Regions from separate parts of the Mus musculus genome. Here region 2 is linked to region 1. The links are chromatin contacts, called in public HiChIP or PLAC-seq maps. All regions are on one chromosome and are shown on one strand. Each heading gives the region's core, a stretch centred on a gene start, on an enhancer-like site or on the middle of the called end of the contact. The rest is flanking DNA. Distances are from core to core; before and after follow the strand shown.

What was found. HiChIP or PLAC-seq counts read pairs in DNA pulled down with a chosen protein or histone mark.
Region 2: an H3K4me3 HiChIP or PLAC-seq map of embryonic stem cells shows a contact between it and region 1, with 40 read pairs. The contact joins the promoter of Ror2 here to the enhancer-like site in region 1. A contact is called at or near these places in 7 of 39 promoter capture datasets (cranial neural crest, embryonic stem cells, frontonasal cranial neural crest and 2 more), 2 of 15 datasets of contacts at CTCF or cohesin (the NIH/3T3 cell line and embryonic stem cells), 20 of 484 Hi-C or Micro-C datasets (adipose-derived mesenchymal stem cells, cortical neurons, cranial neural crest and 6 more), 20 of 115 datasets of contacts at active chromatin or transcription factors (the NIH/3T3 cell line, craniofacial prominence, embryonic forebrain and 8 more) and 3 of 9 other capture datasets (adipose tissue, liver and pancreatic islet).

What each region holds. Positions count from the first base shown.
Region 1 is chr13:53,190,590-53,193,289 of GRCm38.p6, forward strand. The region is part of intron 1 of Ror2 (receptor tyrosine kinase-like orphan receptor 2); the gene reads right to left. Among named protein-coding and RNA genes, the nearest start is that of Gm52058, 22 kb to the left of the region's middle. Within about 2 kb of position 1,337, at least 16 of the 459 cell types and tissues checked have an H3K27ac peak or open chromatin away from gene starts, as enhancers often do. A contact at or near this core is called in embryonic stem cells and uterus, where this site is marked.
Region 2 is chr13:53,284,768-53,287,467 of GRCm38.p6, forward strand. Ror2 (receptor tyrosine kinase-like orphan receptor 2) reads right to left here and starts at 1,357. Exons shown (of 9, transcript NM_013846.4): 1 at 1,014-1,357. The coding sequence starts at 1,110. Gm33574 (a long non-coding RNA gene) reads left to right here and starts at 1,414. Exons shown (of 3, transcript XR_382385.4): 1 at 1,414-1,731.

The DNA of each region.
Region 1 (2,700 bases), core at 87-2,586:
TTACTGAGGGAAACCTGGTGTGACTGGTGAATTCAGCCCAGACACAGAAAGGCCAGCTGTGTGACAGGCAGGGTCCACATGATGAGAAAGGCCTGGACTTCAATCAGACAGCTAATGTGATGGATGGCCTTGCTCACTGATTTACAAAACTTTACATTTATTGTGTTTGGGTGTTGTAGTGTGTGAGTGTGTATGAGTGTGAGCATGTCTGAGTGTTAAGAGTGTGTGAGTGCATGTGTGTCAGAGGGTGAATGTGTGAGTGTGTATGTTACAGGTATGTGCGCCATGGTGTACGGGTAGAGGTCAGATAACCTTGGTTCTCTCATCCTGTCCTGTGGATTCCAGGGATCAAGCTTAGTATGTCATGTGGTGGTGGCAAACACCTTTAACCACTGAGTCCATCTCTTTGGGCCCATGTTGACTTCCAAATAGAGAGCATGCCCAAGATGACCAGGACAGGAAGTCGGACCCAGTGAGCCCTTTCCTCAAAGGCAAGATGGAGACTTCCCCCAAGGAAGAAGGAATCCCACCCAAGGACTGAGCCTTACTCTGCCCAGGGCTCTGGCTGTCCATCCAGACCACCTGCTTACGGCCCTTGCCTCGTGCTGTCACCAGCACCTCAGTATCCGGGTTACAGCAACTGCCGGATGCTGTCCTCACATGTCCTTTCTAGTGACACATCCATTGGTTAGCTCTGGCCACTTTTGCTTCTCTGGTTGAGCCCTGGCTATATTCACTCAAGTCACCCAAATATGATGATTCAGAAGCAGAAGGGCAGATTCTTTTTTTAAAACCTTAGTTTTAATATCTTTTTAAATTATTGTTTTATGTATATAGATTGATTGCGTGTATGTACACCATATTTGTCTGATGTTTGCAGAGGCCAGAACCCCTAGGACTACAGTTCCGGTTACCTGTGAGCTGCCATGTGTGTGCTGAGAAGAGAACCCTGGTCCTCAAGAGGAGCAACTAGTGCTTATCTTAACTGCTCAGCTGTGTCTCCAGCCCCTTATTATTGCTGTGGTGGTGGTGACGACGATGACGATGATGTGTCTGTGTGTGCATATACTCATACATTTAACGACTTTGAGCCCTGAAGAAGATACCAGTGCAGGCCCTCGGGGTGGGGGGTGGGGTGGGGGGGTGTTAGCCTACCACAGCTCTCCCAGTAGGAAAATACCAATAGCCCCAAACTGAATAACAAAACCATGTGCACGAGTCAGGGCAGACCAAACCTCCCCACCCCCAGCTTCAAAAGCAACAGGAGAAGTGAACTAACAACAAACCCCTCCCCACTCTCTTTCCAGACTGGACAAGGCATAACACACTGCTATCCGAATCATCAAACAAGCATGCGTGATCAGTATGTCTGCTGCTCAGCCTTGTCAGTGACCACAGGGCTTCACAGGGCTCCCAGACCCCAGCTCGCTACAGTCTGTCCATTCCTTAACCATACGATATCTGTACGACACACTGGGTACTTGGTGCCCACACTACTTCTGGGAGCTTTCACTGAAATCCACCCTCTGTCTCTCCCAAAAAGCAGCAGCCAATTCTTCAAGACACTTAAACCAAATTCCTCTTTCACCTTGGAACAACTTCAGGCTCAGCGGATGGCCAGAGCTCTCCTCTTTCCTGCATGAAGTACATCCCTGCGCCTGGCACAGCAACTCTCTTTCCTAGGAGAAACAGCTCGAGCCCTGTGTTTCAGCATGCAGACCAGAGCCAGCCAACCCCTGGTATGCATCTGCTCTCCTACTGGTCTTCCTGGTCAGCTCTATTTGGCTCCAAGGGGCTGAAAGCACCAAAGCGGACCATCCTGACGCTCACTCTAATGTCCTCTACCTTGTGAGCCTTGCCAGGAGGGCCAGGGTACTTGGACTTAGAGTCTAAGTCCCAAGGTCTTGCGCTGTGCCTTTATTATGACATCTTAGGACTGGGGAAACAGCTTAGTCAGCAAAGTACTTGGCTTGTTCTCTTCCAGAACCCACATAAATGGAATTTTCAGCGAACCTGCATGTGTGCAGCAGGCCGCACCTTCCTCAGTCTGCCAGCCCGTGGTTCAGGCTAGTCATTCCAGAGGCAGAAACAGGAGGATTCTGGGACTCACTCGTCGGTTAGTTTAGACTACTTGGAAAGTTACAGGCCAGTGAAAGAACTCAAGAAGCCACAGGGGTGTTGCTAAAGTACCAACAGCCAACGTTTCCTCTGATTTCCATACAAACATGCATAGACATGCCACACATGGCTGTGTATTAAAAAAAAAACAAAAACAAGCAAACAAACAAAAAAAAAAAACCAACTGCCGGGCGTGGTGGTGCACGCCTTTAATCCCAGCACTCAGGAGGCAGAGGCAGGTGGATTTCTGAGTTCGAGGACAGACTGGTCTACAGAGTGAGTTCCAGGACAGCCAGGGCTACACAGAGAAACCCTGTCTTGGAAAACAAAAAAACAAAACAAAACTGTAAGAACCAGGTTCTCCTTGGTCCAACATTTAGGAAAACCGCATCGCATACCTAAGCAAGGTGGCCTCTTCCTGTGGCCTGGCCTTGCCCCCATCTCAGATGAGCTGGTTGGCCTAGCTGGTGATTGTTAAGAACAGTTCTCATTCCCAAGGACAGGGATGATCATGGCAATGCCCTGTAAATCTCAGGACAGAATAGCACAGAGGAACTTCTGGGGACAAGACAAGGATCCGGG
Region 2 (2,700 bases), core at 107-2,606, 94 kb after region 1:
TCTTTGGACCCGACACAAGAAAGCGCCCCCGCACAGCAGGACTTGGAAAGATCCCCAAGTCCTGCTGCCTGACTCTGCCCCTTAACTCTCACCTGCTTGCGGGAACACTGGGGGGCTGGGGAACACTGAAGTCACTGTCCCAGTAGGGCGCGTCTCACGCAGCTCAGAAACTTAGGGCAAACCTCAAGAGTCCCTGACCCTCCTGGGCCCGGAGGCCGTGCCTACCTTCAGCCGAGCCAACAGGCCGCGGGGATTCGGGCCACAGACCTGACGGCCAGTAGGTGCTCTAGGGTTTGCACTGGGAGGATCATCGCCTCTTCCTCCTCCGGCCACCACAGTCATTTCTACCCAGGTATCCTCCAAAAACACGTCTGTGCTCCTTGACAGGGTCTCCTGAGCCCTGATCAAGCCCACACAGAATCCTCCAGAGGTGGAAGAAACGCTCGAGAAAACACTACGAGGACAGGGGGAAGGGCACTTCCCCTTCAGCCTCGCAAATCAAATCCCGGGGCCAAGCCCCCAGCTAAGCAGGACCCACCAAACACCACTTTGGCCACCAATTTCAACAAAAGGGAAGCCAAGACCTTCGATCGTGCGTTCCCCACTGCCCCGGGGAAAAAAAAGACTAACTCAGGACCGCATCTGCCCCGGAGGCAGACAAGGTTCAAGGGATGCATGTGGACTGGAACGGCGGTGACCTGGGAAGAAACGATGGAGTCCAGGTCTTGGGTCACACAGAGCACGTCTACCGGTGCACATCTCGACTGTGATGTACTTAAGAAAAGCTCCCGGCCGCTGCCCACCCCGGCCTCTGGAAACACTTAGTGGTCCCTAGAGCGCAGCTCATTGGAACCAGCCCCAGGCGACTGAGGGCACGGGCCCAAGCTGGCGCCGAGCGCGCGAAGCATGGCCTTGCCTGGCGCCCCTCGATCGAGAGCACCGGCGCCCGCGCGGCGGCCGAGAGAGTGGTGGAAGAGCGGGCAATGCTCGGAGGGCGCACGCAGGGTCCTTACCTGCCGTCCAGGGTGTCCAGAGCAGGAGCGCCGCAGCCGTCCAGACGGCCCGGGCGCACAGAGGCACACGGCTCGGCCGCACCCAGCCCCGAGCCATGCTGCGGGCCGTGGGTGCCCGGTCGCCTACCGCGCGCTCGGCCTTTGGGCTTCGGGCCGGGGCGCCTCAACCCCTCCCCGCCACGCGTCCGCTTCTTCCTTCCTCGCGCTTCGCAGGCTGGTCCCCTTCGAGGGCCACTCTGGTGTCCCTTTTTCCCTGCCCCGATGCACCGATTCACTGCAGAGACTCTGGGGCTCGGGCACGGGCGTCCCGCCGGCCGCCGGGAAGAGCACAGGGGGGGCGGAACGCGGGCGGGCGCGCAGGAGGCAGGGTCCCCAGCTCGCCCGCCCCGATGGGCAGAGAGGCCGGCGCCGGCGCCCTCTGCCGGAGTGACTCAAGGGCAGCGACCCGAGTGAGCGGGAAGGAGCCGGGTCCGCCCCTGCGTCCAGGGAGCCGCCTGCAGCACCCGCCCTCCCGCCAGCGCCTCCGGGACTTCTAGGCACAAAGGTGGAGCCTCCGGTTCATCTGCTCTTGCAGCAGTGTTGCCACCCACCATCAGAAGCCTGGAAACTTGGGGACCTGGACCACACAAATCATTAACTAGGCGTCCCTTGATGAAGCCCCACGAGGGGAATTCAGTTGTCAGTTCTTCGAAATCCTGGGCCCAAAGTGAGAGATGAGGTATGGTCTTCGAACACAGATTTTCCAGAATATAGCCGGCTGCGTCCCCATGGGCGTCCTGCCAAGCCCCTTGGGAGGATCAGGACCCTCCGGGAATCTAGCAAAAAGTCAGCACACGCCCCATTAATGAGGGTAGTAGGATGGGAGCCAACCAAGGCTATGACAACAGCCAGCACACATCAGGGAAGTGAAGGGTCCTGGGGCAGAGCTTGAGCGAGGGGTCCTGGAGTATCCCAAGAACACACTGGAGACCAGGGCGTCGACAATGTATGTGTTAACGTGTATTTTCCTAATGAATGTTATGTGCCTTTGCACGGTAGTATCTTTCCTTTGTTCACCAACAGCCTAAACTTCTTCTGGGAAATATCACTTCAAATATTTGAAAGGAGGAGGCTGGGAGTTTAATTCAAGGTCTTCTACATATTAGGCAAACAGTTTGATCTACATCCCCAGCCTTTGTTGTTGCTGCTTTGAGATGTGCTCATTTTTATTTTACATGCATGTGTGAGTACCTGCGTGCATGGCTGTGACCTAGATGTGTGCAGTGACAGAGGAGGTCAGAAGAGGGCTTTACATCCCCTTAAGCTAAGGTTGCAGATGATTGTGAGCTTCGTTGGGAGTGCTGGGGACTGAACCAGGGTCCTCTGCAAGAGCAGTCGGTGCTCTTAACTGCTGAGCCAGCTGTCTCTCCAGCCCCGGCAGCATCACTCCTCTTTGACAGGGTGTTGCCAAGGACCAAGGTTGGTCTTATTTGGTTCAGTTGTTTTCATTGTTGTTGATGTTGTTTTTAAACAGAGGTACATGAATCCTAGACTAACTTCAAAGTTGTTATGTAGCCAAAGATAACCTCGAGTGTACCCTGCCTTTGCCTCCTGAGCGCTTGGATTGCAGGCATGTGCAGATGGTGCTGGAGACTGAGCCCAGAACCTCTCGAATGTTAGGCAAGCACTCACCCACGAAGGCATAGCT